2 separate regions of the Mus musculus genome follow, and region 2 is linked to region 1. Evidence: chromatin contacts called from public promoter capture Hi-C data. All regions are on one chromosome and are shown on one strand. Each heading gives the region's core, a stretch centred on a gene start, on an enhancer-like site or on the middle of the called end of the contact. The rest is flanking DNA. Distances are from core to core; before and after follow the strand shown. Region 1 holds the start of Ddx23 (DEAD box helicase 23). Region 2 holds the start of Calcoco1 (calcium binding and coiled coil domain 1).

Evidence for each region. Promoter capture Hi-C pulls out the DNA fragments that hold promoters and counts their contacts.
Region 2: a promoter capture Hi-C map of pre-B cells shows a contact between it and region 1, with 2.8 times the contacts expected there. The contact joins the promoter of Calcoco1 here to the promoter of Ddx23 in region 1. A contact is called at or near these places in 2 of 39 promoter capture datasets (cranial neural crest and pre-B cells).

What each region holds. Positions count from the first base shown.
Region 1 is chr15:98,658,978-98,665,797 of GRCm38.p6, forward strand. Ddx23 (DEAD box helicase 23) reads right to left here and starts at 3,912. Exons shown (of 17, transcript NM_001080981.1): 1 at 3,846-3,912.
Region 2 is chr15:102,717,904-102,724,723 of GRCm38.p6, forward strand. It overlaps Calcoco1 (calcium binding and coiled coil domain 1), which reads right to left and starts at 4,275. Exons shown (of 15, transcript NM_026192.3): 1 at 4,144-4,275; 2 at 1,639-1,818; 3 at 1,071-1,173; 4 at 1-90. The coding sequence starts at 1,794.

The sequences.
Region 1 (6,820 bases), core at 2,662-5,161:
CCAGTGTAGTGCATGCACCTGCAGCCTCAGTGCAGCCTGGCCACAGATGGTCCCTGAAGCCCAGTGGCCAGCCTGGCCAAGTTGCTCTGGGTTCAGTAAAACCTTTGTTTTAAAAGGTAATGCAGAGGGCCACTGCGGTGGATATGTGGGTGAAGGTGCTCGATACCCAGTCTGACAAGCTAAGTCTGATTCCCAGAACTTAAGGGGTGGAAGGAAGAACTGACTCCAAAAACTCATCCTTTGACCTCTACATGTGCACTGTGGCAAATGAGTGAGTGTACACACACAACATATGGTAGACAGTGCCCTCTGATGACAACTTCTGAACTACACACACACACACACACACACACACACACACACACACACAGTACCTCTAGTTAAGCAATGGGAAAAATGTGAAGGGTGCATAAGACCTCCAAGCACATTCTTTTCTTTTCTTTTTTTTCTTTTGGTTTTTCGAGACAGGGTTTCTCTGTGTAGCCCTGGCTGTCCTGGAACTCACTTTGTAGACCAGGCTGGCCTTGAACTCAGAAATCCACCTGCCTCTGCCTCCCAAGTGCTGGGATTAAAGGCGTGTGCCACCACTGCCGGGCAAGCACATTCTTTTCAATGGCCTGGGAAAGGACAATTATTTCAACATAACAACACATCAAGCAAGGGAAAGTGTCTCAACTAGAAGTTCCAGAGGTGACTGACAGACAGGCTGACAAATCTCTCCTCAGGTCCCACAGCCTGGTGGTCTGTCTTCTTCAGGCAGACGGGGCTATCTACTGTCTACTGTTCTGAGAGGTCTGAGCAGGAGTCTGATCTATTCCCCTCCCCCCTGGGGGTACACTGCACAGCATACCACACTGCCAACTGTTCTTTTTTTTTTTTTAAAGATTTATTTATTATTATGCATAAGTACACTGTAGCTGTCTTCTGACACACCAGAAGAGAGCATCAGATCTCACTACAGGTGGTTGTGAGCCACATGTGGTTGCTGGGATTTGAACTCAGGACCTTCGGAAGAGCAGTCACTGCTCTTACCCGCTGAGCCATCTCACCAGCCCCCTGGCAACTGTTCTTGAACTACAAAAACTAGTAATTATTTTATTCGCAGGTGACTGGGCTAGAGTATTGGTGTCCTAAGCATTTTGAGGCAATCCTTCTATCCAGTGCCAGTGACTGCCATATTGCCTAAGAAGGGAAAATGTTGGGCTGGAGAGATGGCTCAGCGGATAAGAGCACTGACTGCTCTTCCAAAGGTCCTGAGTTCAAATCCCAGCAACCACATGGTGGCTCACAACCATCCGTAATGTGATCTGACTCCCTCTTCTGGTGTGTCTGAAGACAGCTACAGTGTACTTACATATAATAAATAAATAAATCTTTAAAAAAAAAAAAAGAAGGGAAAATGTTAAGAATGAAAAAACAAAATGAACAAATAGCGTTTTCTGAAGGCTAAGATGACCTAGTTTTATCTCACAATTAACTAAAAAAAGTGAGAGACTGGTCTAAGTCAGTCTATCATGCATTTCACAGTATGTCTCTCCTACAGCCCTAGGAAAACAGCCCATCCTTGGGTTGTTTGGTTGTTTTTTTTGTTTTTGGAACACCACCTTTCTATGGTGGCACTTGGCTGGCCTGGAACTCACTATGTAGACCAGGGTGGCCTCAAATTCACAGAGATCTGCCTTGATCTGCTTTTAATCCCAAGTGCTGAACACCGTCTAGTGCCAGGAGCTGTTCTGGGTCCTGGAGACGACACCGTAACTAACACAAACTCGCTGACTTCATGAAGCATGAGTCCAGTGTAACACTGTTTCAGCTACTCAGAGTGAGCTCCAAACAGGGAAGGAAACGGAGTAACATGATATGGAGAGATGAAGAAGAGGCTCTTGGGGAAGACGTCTTAGGTTGACATTTACACTGAGAGCTGACAGTGGAAGAAACAGCCATGGGATGATCAGGAAAGAGAGCTTACAGATGGAGCTGGCAAGCACTGAGGGAACAACCAGCTCTGCACGTCGCTCTCCAGAGACTGTGGCTAAGGGGTACAGACCCGCACTTGGGAGGCAGAGGCAGGCGAATTTCTGAGTTCGAGCCCAGCCTGGTCTACAGCGTGAGTTCCAGGACAGCCAGGGCTGCACAGAGAAACCCTGTCTCGACCCCCCCCCATCTTCCCCCCCCAAAAAAGACAAGGTCAGGGGCTTGGAGAGATTGGTCAGTGGTTAAGAGCACTGGCTGATCTACCAGAGGACCTGAGTTTGGTCCCCAGCATCCACATGATGGCTGGCAAGCAAGCACCTGCAATCCCAGGGGATCCTGACGCCTTGCTGTGACCTCCTCAAACACTAGGCACTCAAGTGGTGCACAGACATAAACACATGAAAAACACCCATACATACCACCACCACCCCAAAAAACACAAGAATGAGGAGAAGTCAAATCATGAAATTGTTAGAAACCAGGGCAAAGGTGCTTGGATTTCAACTTAAAACCAAGAGTAGGAACTAGAGATTTGGGGGGGAAGTGGAAGTTACTGGTGACTTTCACTACAGCTGTAGGGAAAAAAAGGAAAAGGAAAACAAAATAAAGACAGGGGGCTGGGGAGATGGCTCAGCGGTTAAGAGCACTGACTGCTGTTCCAGAGGTCCTGAGTTCAAATCCCAGCAACCACATGGTGGCTCACAATCATCTGTGATGGGATATGATGCTCTCTTCTGGTGTGTCTGAAGAGAGCTATAATGTACTCAATCCACTAAATAAGTAGATTTTAAATAAGAAAAAGAAAGAAAGAAAATAAAGAAGACACTAAGCTTGAATGGCGTTTGTCTGGGACAGAATGAGAACTGTCAATAGAAGCAAAATACACTGTTAGGGGCCCGTGCAAAGGCATGTGACTCTCAACGTCATCTCAACGAGAACATTTGGAGAACTTTAAGCAGAGTATAATACGACCAAAAATTACATTTGAAAAGAATTACTCTGGTGACTTACAAGGAAATATGTAGACTTGGTTTTTGTTTTTTTTTTTTAATTACAGAAAATGCTTAATAGTCTACAAGTGTAATCATAGCACTAGGAAGGTGAAGGCAGTACTGAGCGTCCAAAGACAAAATGGACTAGGCTGCATACTGAATTCAAGGCCAGCTTAAGCTCCAAAAGACCCGGGCTCCAAAAGACCCTGGCCGTGCTTCCCAGTTCTCTGTAGGGCAAAGGCCAATTGTTTTCATTTAATTGTTCATCAAGCGCTACTATATATGCAACATTCAGCTGTAGGCCCCGTGGAAACTACAAAATGAAATTCTGTCCACAGGAAGCAGCAGATGGCACAAGACACGCCAAGATAAGAACGTTCAGGCGAAGAATCCAAAGTTGCCGGTCCTTTCCATTCGTAAAGAGGATATGGAAGGGCCCACAGAGGAAGTGGCTCGTTTTAAAGTACGAGTAGAATTTGAAGATGTGCAACTGTGGGTTAGGGTTAGAACTAATCTCCGGCCGAAGCACTAGTTGGCAACCCCGAGCCGGAAGGCATGGGGTGGGTTCTGGGAGCACATTAGAGTTCCTGTCTGGCCGAAGTAAGGAAACAAGAATTAAGTCAGACTGACGTATAACAAGGGCGATGTCCACGGGCCAAAGTCTAGGCTCATAATACAGTCCTGGAAGTGGCCTGTGCCCTGGGCAGCCAACACTGCTCCCGGGGCCCGCGCCCCTTTCACTCTTGCCCGCCGGAGCTGCCCTGGCTCGTGCCCCTTCCCTGAGGCGTTCTTCCCCTTCCGGGCTGAGGCTACGGCTATCTTCCCGCTCCTCACCCACTCTCCAAACTCGTGGGAGCCGCCTCCACCGCCAAGACTCACCACCCCGCGCCTGAACCGCCTAACGCGGCCTCAACGTCGCCGAACAGTCGCCATCTTTCGCGTTTCCAGATCACGGAGGAGCACCCAGGCCGCGCGGCAAGCCGGGAAAGGGAGTTCCTGGGCCTGCACCACGCGAGCTGACGAATAGGCCCTGAAAACTACCAATCCCAGAATGCACGGCGCGAGGGCCGGCCAGGCCGTAAGGTCTTCTGGGTAATGTGGTTTGCCAAAGGTTCGGTGTTTGTAGGAGAAAGAATTTTCCAAGTGTTGTCTTTCTACTTACAAGGTTCTTCCGCAGCAGTCTTTCTGGAATCTTCTAGTAGGTATTGCAGTTGATTTCAGTCAAAGCTGGCAGCTTTCAGCGAGAAAGTTTATACGGTAACAAATAATTTGCTTTTTTTTTTTTTTTTAAAGATTTATTTATTCATTATATGTAAGTACACTGTAGCTGTCTTCAGACACACCAGGGAGTCAGATCTCATTACGGATGGTTGTGAGCCACCATGTGGTTGCTGGGATTTGAACTCTGGACCTTTGGAAGAGCAGTCGGGTGCTCTTACCCACTGAGCCATCTCGCCAGCCCCCCCCCTTTTTTTTTGAAAAGTGTTTTTTATAAAAATTGTGAGAGAGATTATTGCCTCCGTGGATGAATGGAAGATAATGAACTAAAGATTAGTTCACTGGAGTAGCTTAGTACTTCACAATGAAGGTAGTACAGTTTTCACAGTAGAACTACTCCAGTCACAGGAGTAACCTTGGGGCCCCGGCAGGATGAATGCCTGAACAACCCCAGGGTACCCACTGTCCCCCTACTCCCAATAAATAATAAACTAACATTTCAGAGGTTTCCCTGGAAGGACTTCCCCCTCAAGTATCTTACTATTTATTCAACATTCCTCATGGGACCTTGCTTCCTCGTTTCCCTGGTCTTCAGGAACTGCCCACTTGGGCTACTTGTTATTGTTGATGTCTTCCTTCAGGTTCTCCATACATCAGTCCACCGAATTTTTCTTCTAGTCGTAGACCCACTTCCTTTCTCTTGGGTTCAAACAGTACCGTCAGCACCCGCTGAAACAGAATACAACATTGTGCGAGGTAGGATGGTTGAGATTAACCAGGGTACCCACTGCCTCCTTTTACATTTTCCATCCTCGGGTTTGCTTTAATCCCACATAGTTGTTGGTCTTTCTACTTTAAATTTATTCTATTTTTATCTGCATTGGTGTTTTACCTACATGCATGTCTGTGTGAGGGTGTCAGATCCCCTGGAGCTGAAGTTATAGACAGTTGTGAACTGCCCTATGGATGCCGGGAATATGAACCTGGGTCCTCTGGAAGAAAAACCAGTGCTCTTATCCACGGAGTCATCTATCTCTCTAGCCCCAGGTCTGGTTTTTCACTCTGGGTATTTTTTCAGTTCTCAAACAGGGTCTCAGAATACACCCTAACTAAAAAACTCAGCTACGCTGACAGTGGCTCAATGTCCTATAAGGAGACTTTTGGAGAGCTCTTGTAGCCTCTGATATTGCAAATTCTAGTGCAGGGAGGACTTGGTCAGTCTGAATCTACTGGGTATAATGAACACTAGAGGGCTCTCCACTCTCAGAATTAAACCCTAACACCACCACCCCCCCTTTTAAAGAAAATAAAAAATAAAAAGGAAAGAAAGAATTTTTTTTTTTTTTTGTGGTTTTTCGAGACAGGGTTTCTCTGTATATCCCTGGCTGTACTAGAACTCACTTTGTAGACCAGGCTGGCCTCGAACTCAGAAATCTGCCTGCTTCTGCCTCCCTAGTGCTGGGATCAAAGGCGTGCGCCACCACGCCCGGCAGAAAGAAAATTTTAAAAAAAGAAGAAAAAAATTCACACACAAACCAAAAACTTGACTGACCAAGGATTGGTTGGAACTTTTAAAACCTTCCGTTATTGTTTGACAGTCTTCCAAGTGTCTGGCTCCAGGCTTGACACTTAGGCTAAGGCTTCTTGTGTTAGTCATCATAAAACTATGAACTGCGCATGACCTTAGTGATAAGGAAAGTATAGCTCACTACATCTCCATTCCAAGTCCACAAAGTTGAAGAACAGAAGGGGATCTGAAGCCCAGGGGTTCACTTGATCTCTGAGACCTTACCTTTCCTTATTTCAAAATACTATTCTGTATACACATACACAATTATTGATTATTTAGATTTATTTATTTTGGTTGTATGTGTATGATTTGTTGTTTTTTTTCCTTTTTTTTTTTTGTCTGTATGTATATATGTGAACCATATGGAGTTTCGGACATAAGGAAGCCAGAAGAGGGTGTCAGGTCCCCTGTAACTGGAGTCACAGAGAGTTGTGTGCTGCCATGTGGGTGCTGGGAATCAAACCCAGACCCTCTGGAAGAGCAGCCAGTGCTCATAACTACGGAGCCATCTCTCCAAGTCCTAAATGAACACTTTTTTAAAAGAGTAAATTGAGGGGCCGGGGAGATGGCTCAGCAGTTATGAGCACTGACTGCTCTTCTGAAGGTCCTGAGTTCAAGTCCCAGCATCCACATGGTGGCTCACAACCATCTGTAATGAGATCTGACGCCCTCTTCTGGTGTGTCTGAAGACAGCTACAGTGTACTTACACTTAATAAATAAATAAATCTTTTTTTTTTTTTAAAGAGTAAATTGAGACTCAGAAAGTTGAAAAGGCTTGTCTGAGTTCACAGTGGCCCTCTCCTAGTGCTTTGTCTGAGTTCACAGTGGCCCTCTCCTAGTGCTTTGTCTGAGTTCACAGTGGCCCTCTCCTAGTGCTTTGTCTGAGTTCACAGTGGCCCTCTCCTAGTGCTTTGTCTGAGTTCACAGTGGCCCTCTCCTAGTGCTTTGTCTGAGTTCACAGTGGCACTCTCCTAGTACTTTGTACTTCTCAGGACACAGCTAAGAAAGATACCAATCTGCAAGATTGATTTTGCTTTTCTAGCTCTCTTACAAATTATTCTTGTG
Region 2 (6,820 bases), core at 3,025-5,524, 4.1 Mb after region 1:
GGAAGGGGGGGCTCTGCCCACACACCCGGCCCTGGCGGTTCACATACCGGAACTGGTAGAGTTGGGCTCCTGGTTTGGGCAGGTAGCTGGCTGTGGGAAGAATAGCCCAGAAACCCAGTATGATCTCTGGCTCTCAAGTGCTAACAGGTTCCTGTTCCTATTGAGGAGGACGAGTATCCCCATGCTACCTACTGTCCACTCCCTTGTGGCGGTCCTTGGGATACGGTCCTTCCTCCTTCCTGTCTAGACACCTGCTTTATTCATACCCGGTCTTCCTCTTCATCACATTGACTCTAGCTGGCACTGACTGTCTGCTGGCATGCACCACACACCACACATTCAGCATTCCCCAGGTCATGTAAAAATCTCTGTAGGGATCCTACAAGCTGGGACCCTATTCTAACTTACCTGCTCAATGCCAAACAGCTTGTAAAGCAGGGAGCTGAGATTTGAATCCAGGTCGCTCAGACTGCTATTAGCACACACTTTCCCTTGTCCTATACTGGGAGTTCCTCTTTCGTTGTGTAAATGAATGGGATTAACATCCTCTATCTTTCTACAGTATCCTCTAAGTTACCGGTGCCGACCCTACGATAACTTGCTGAACTCTGTTGGACACAGTCTCACAAAGTCTTTTTTTTTTCCCCCTTTTGGAGACGGGGTCAGCCATGTTGCCTAAGCCAGCATTGATATCCTGGGTTCACGTTATCTTCCAGCCCTAGCCTCCTTGGTAGCTGGGATGACATTGGAGTACCATTAGGCGTGGCAATTAGGAGTTATGTGCTCTCATATTCCTTATCCTCTGTGCTTTTTATGGCTGTTAGCCCTCCGCCTTCCCCCAAACCACCACTTTTTTGGCTTCTCCATCTTTATTTTTTTTATTTTTTATTTATTTATTTTTATTTTTTGGCTTTTTGAGACAGGATTTCTCTGTGTAGCCCTGACTGTCCTGGAACTCACTCTGTAGACCAGGCTGGCCTCGAACTCAGAGATCCACCTGCCTCTGCCTCCCAAGTGCTGGGATTAAAGGTGTGTGCCACCACTACCCGGCATTCCATCTTTCTTTATACCTTGGAATTGGACACTGGCATGGGTGGGGGAGCCATCAGTTGTACTTTCTGGCACTGAGGACCACACGAACGTGTGATAATCTCGAACGCAGGCAGCTTCCACCTAGAAGAGAAAGGCAGGATGACAGAGTTATCGGTGAGAAATAGAAGGGTGGGCAAGGGCAGGACTGAACAAATGGTACCAAGGATGCTAAGACTCAGGTAAGGGGCTGGCGAGATGGCTCAGCAGGTAAGAGCACTGACTGCTCTTCCAAAGGTCCTGAGTTCAAATCCCAGCAACCACATGGTGGTTCACAACCACCCGTAATGAGACCTGATATTCTCTTCTGGTACGTCTGAAGTCAGCTACAGTGTACTTATTATAAATAAATAATAATAATAATAGAGTCAGGTAAGGTTGGAGGACATTATACTACCAGGAGAGAGATGGGCAAAGATGAACTTTATACTGACTGCCTCTGTGTCATCTTTCCCCCTATCAACCTGAGAATGTAAGGACTTAGCCACTCCTCATAGTCTAACCAACCTGTGTCCCATAATCTTGAGCTAGAAGAGGGTCTAGGGATACCTTAAAAATGCCAATCCAGTCACTGGCACTGGGCATGGTACCCGGAGGCAAAGTGTAGTGACATTCCACCTTGGTGTTGGGGATGTAGGTGCGGGCCACATTCAGGAAGTTGACTCCACCCCGGGATGGTGCCCGGCTTAGTGATGACTCTTCCATGCTGTCCTCAAGATGGCTGATGTCCTATGAAAGAAAGGGTTGATAGACTTGTTTTTCCATTGCTTCTTTCCTTTGACCCCTGTGTGCCTAACCCACAGTCCCTGTCACTAAACAGGTTTCCAGGCCCCCAAGGTTGTGGGACCTTTTTAAGGTATCACTTTTAATTCCTGGGCCATAGGTCTTCCAAGTCAACTTCCTACCCTGTCATGTTGTATCCTCTTTGGCTTACAGGCCCTCACCTGTCTAATTTCTAATCCTTTTCATTGCCCCACTGACCCAGCATCTCGGTCTCTGCCCATCTCTGTCTCTCCCTTTCATCTCTCAACATCCTTGGGAATTCCAGATTCTTTTGGTTTCCCGATGTAACTGACCCCCTATAATGTCTGGCTCTAAAATTCAAAATCCAATGGAAGTGTGGGCCTCTCTCAGTTTAAGCAGGTCTTGCTTACATATGCCTAAGCTTGTTCAACCTTCTTTACCAATCACGATGATGGGTCTTCAGAGGGGACTACGGTTTGGGGGATCAACAACCTAATCCTGGGTCCTCTGCTCTTGGAGCACCTGCTCTTGGGGGCACCGATCCGTGAGTTGCCTATCTCGATCAACTCTAGGGAAGCAGAAGAAGGCGAGCTTTGGCTTTCCTCCAAGGCTAGAGAAGGGGAGGATAATAGGAAAGACAGGTTCTGTCCTTCAACTTCTATTCCAGGAAATCAAAACTTCTGGAGGTGGCAGTTCAAGGGTGGAGTGAAATATTCAGTAGGAAGGTGGTGGTGTGCAGAGATGGAATGTGGGGGCCTGGAGCCAGGAAAGCCCCGCCCTTAGGCAGGGAAACAGGTTAGAAATAGGGTAAGTCAGGGGCCCTGAGAAGGGGAAATATACATTCGGCGTTGAGAAAAGGCAGAGATCAACGAGAAACATTCTCCCCCCCCCCACCCCCATCTTGACGGGAGCAGAGCTAGAAAGCTAATGATTTGTTTGGGTGTTAGCCCAGCTCCAGTACCCTATACCCATTTTCTTGTTGGCTCCTCTTAGCCTCAATTCTAAGAGTCCAAATCTTGACATATGTTTGGGTTAATGGCAGGAGATAAGCAGATAAAATGGAGTTAGCTAGGGAGAACTAATTGGAAAATAGATAATAATAATAATAATAGCAACAACAACAATCAAGAGTTCAGGGGGTAGAATAGTTGGGTGGGTAGAGGTGCTTGCCACCAACTCAAGGTTGGGAGAAGAGAACTGATATCCCCAAGCTGTGCTCAGACTTCTGTACACCTATCTTCACACAGACACAGACAGACAGACACACACACACAGAAGTAAAAAAAAAAAAGTTAAAACAGAGTAGTACTCAGAGATGAATAAGAACAAAGTATGGATGGTGTACATGTTTGAAATGAAACTCACTGTATATTAACTTAAAAAAAAAATACACCTCAGTCCAGAGCGGGGAGGCAGCCCTTTTCTCTAGCCCACACATCTGCTTCCTGTGTCAGGTGCAGCTGATGTGTCCAATCAGACATCACCACTAGTCATATGCACACCCCCAAACATCACAAACCCACACCAGGCTGAGACAGTGGGGGAGGAACTTTAAAAGAAATTAAACACTCCATGGAGAAGGAAAGGTGGGCCAGCAATGCAATAGGAAACAGTTTCTTTGTCGGCTTTTTTTTTTTCATCTATGAAAAATCTCTCATTACAGCTACTCCGTGTTTTCTTCAATATAAGTCTTCTTAGGTTAGAGTGAGATCTGTCTCTAAAGTTCTACCCGTTGAGAACCCCAAACCCCTCCTTTCCCACAAAGACAATCTGTAACAGCTGCAGATATTCTTCAGAACTGAAAGTGTATGTGGTCAGATGCTGATGTTCAAATGCATTCTCTCTCTCTCTCCCTCTCTGTGTGTGCGTGTGTGTGTGTGTCCCCTCTCCACTGTAGGGCTCTCAGCGTTTTGGCGTTCCACAAGTTGGAAGTTTTCCCCTCAGGGATTCAGCGTAGTAAAGGCCTTTGGATCTTTGGATTTGGGTAAGAGAGAGAAGGTCTGTGAGGGCAAAGACTTGCCTGGAAAAGATTAAGCAAATATTTCAGTCCCTTCAAGCTTCCATAATCGGATCGAGCTTTACTGAGGAGGCCCCGCAAGAAAGTGAGGACAATGCGGGCTACTCCTCAAGGCCCCCCTTGAAACCAACAAAACCGAAACGTGGGGGAGGCTTCCTTAGTGCGTAAAGTATTAAAACCTAAACGCTCCTACCGTCCTCTTCTACAGTTCTCTCGGATTAGCCTTTCGCAGGCTGAGAAGCGGGCTGACCACCCCCGCGTAAGCCCACCCTCAGTTAGGCCAAGTTTCTTACCCCACGGACGGATCAGCTGTTCCCCTCACCTTTCACCAACAACAAAAACAGCACTCCGACTATAGGAGGGGAGGGGAAGAGTGACGCGAGAGCTTCTGGGGCTTGTGGTTCTTCTATGACTCGACACTGTCTACTTTTCTACCTGTGGAACTACATGTCCCAGGAGGCTGCGCGCGAGGGGCGGGGAAGAGGGCGGGGCGGTGATGGACTCAGCGTGGCATCCCGGGAGATGTAGTTCTTACTCCCGAGGCAGTTCAGGAGGGTGTGTCTTCCAAAGGACTTCACGGCCCATGATTCCTTAAGAAAGGGCAGGCTGATCTAGTGGAGGCTGCTGGTTCGTAGCATGCTTAGTGGGAGAGTTGACGGCTTTAACGCGTTCTGCACAGCTCTTTTCGGTGGGGCGGAACGCTTCCAGCACAGCCTTCTTGTTCGCTTTTACAAGATAGGCTGTAGTGTTATATCTACTTACAAAAGAAAAAACTTGTCTAAGGAATCCTCTAGGGTCAGGGCTATGAAACTGTAGAACTCTGCCAGGCCTCTCCCAAGCTACGAGCTACAGCCACCATGTTGTGGGTGGGGAAACTCACAGGGGTGGTAGTGGTTATTTATTTTTAGCTTGTTCTGACTTCAGGGTTGACAGAGCTTGTAAAAGTCTCAAAGCTTACTGTTTGGTTCCAGCTTGAGAAGATTTCCATGCCAAGGGGTCCGATAACACACACACACACACACACACACACACACACACACACACACACATACCACACCTGCACGTGCTCCCCCTGGAGTGGCTTCTGGGGCTAGGATTAGGGGACATAGCTTGAAATGGTGGCTAGGCTGTGGAATGAAAAGCATGCGGTTGAAGAGAGAGCTTGGCAGGACTGCCACAGCTCACAACAAGCTACTTAGAGAGGCTTGTTTGCCCAAGCCTTTTAACTGGCTTAAATTAATTAGAGCAACAATACAATTGTTGCTATAGGGTTGTTTTTTGTTTGTTTGTTTGTTTTGTTTTGTTTTGATAGGCGAAAGAGTCACACTGTTCCCACACCGCAGTCACTTAAGGACTTGAACCGTCCTCATCGTTGTGGGTGGCCTCCAACCCTGGAAGAGTTCAACCCCCCCCCCCTTTCTCAATATTAAAGGATTAAGTGAGATGTAATGCTACACACCTATAACCCTAGCAATTGAAGAGGCAGAGGCAGGGAGATCCTGGAGATTTCGATTCTGACTCAGGCTACACAGGAGACCCTGTCTCACAAATAAATAGTTATGCCGGAAAGACAGCTGTCCTCTCCTGGTTGGGTCCATTCTAATTATCTGTGGCAGTAGGTTCTGGCGGCGCCTCTTCTTTTACTTTTTTTTTTTTTTTGGTAGTTTTTTTTTTTTTTTTCCTTTTAAGATTGAATAGGGTATTTGATGCTGTCCTTGGGTGCCTTTCATTTGAAGATCTCCAAGCATTAAGTCACTGGGCTGCACAAACATTAAGATGACATGTCTGTGTCATTAGTCAGGATTTATGAGTTAGGGCACAAGCTGCTGGATGGGGAGATAGTTCAAGGTCCTGGGTTAGCTACGAGTGAAGCCTGTCCAAAGACTCAAGTCTCAAATGTTTATTTTGTCTGCATTCAGAATGAAAGCTTGTAAAAATCTCAGTCTCAAATAGAGCTAAGGTAATAACAACTTCCATGTTTGGGATGCTTACAGCGTTTTTAAACAGCCATAACGTATGCCCTATTATCATCCCCATTTTACGTGTAATGAGAGCAACACTCAGACAGCTGAGTAATTCGTGAGGTTAATCCAGCTAAGTGGCAGAATCAGGGTTCAAGTTCCAGTAGTCAGCACTGTATTAATGTGGCTTTAAATTCTGTTGTTGTAAGAAGCAGTGTTAGTCAGGGGATAAATATTCACTGAGCTCTTATGTGCTCAGTGAAGGCACGTGGCAACGGGAAGCCCCATCATTCAACAAGTATGTGTTAGTGTTATGCCGGATGTTCCATATGTCTCACTAAAAGGGTAAATACAGATACTGAAGGATATATTTGATTGGGTTAGTTTGTCAAGATGGGGATGGGGTGGGGGCTGGAGAGATGGCTCAGCAGGTTTTTTTGGGGGGGTGGGGTGGGTTCAAGACAGGGTTTCTCTGTATCGCCCTGGCTGTAGACCAGGCTGGCCTCGAACTCAGAAATCTGCCTGCCTCTGCCTCCAGAGTGCTGGGATTAAAGGTGTGCACCACCACTGCCCAGCATGGCTCAGCAGTTAAGAGCACTGACTACTTTTCCAGAGGTCCTGAGTTCAAATCCCAGCAACCCCATGGTGGCTCACAACCATCTGTAATGAGATATGATGTTCTCTTCTGGTGTCTCTGAAGACAGCTACAGTGTACTTACATATAATAAATAAATAATAAAAGGATGGGGACCAGGTAGAAAAAGGAAACTTATTCTAGGTTGAAGCCAAGATTCAGAAATGGGACTCAGTGATGCTCACCGGAGCCTAGAGAGGAATTCAAAATGGCACATTCCCTTGAACTTAACACATGCATCATAGCAAAATGAAAACAAAACTGCAGAGGTGCTGGGTTTGATACCCCGCATGGCATAAAGTGGAGCATGGTAGCATATACTCATAATCAACTTGGAGCCAGAGGCAGAACTATCAGGTGTGCAGGATCATCCTT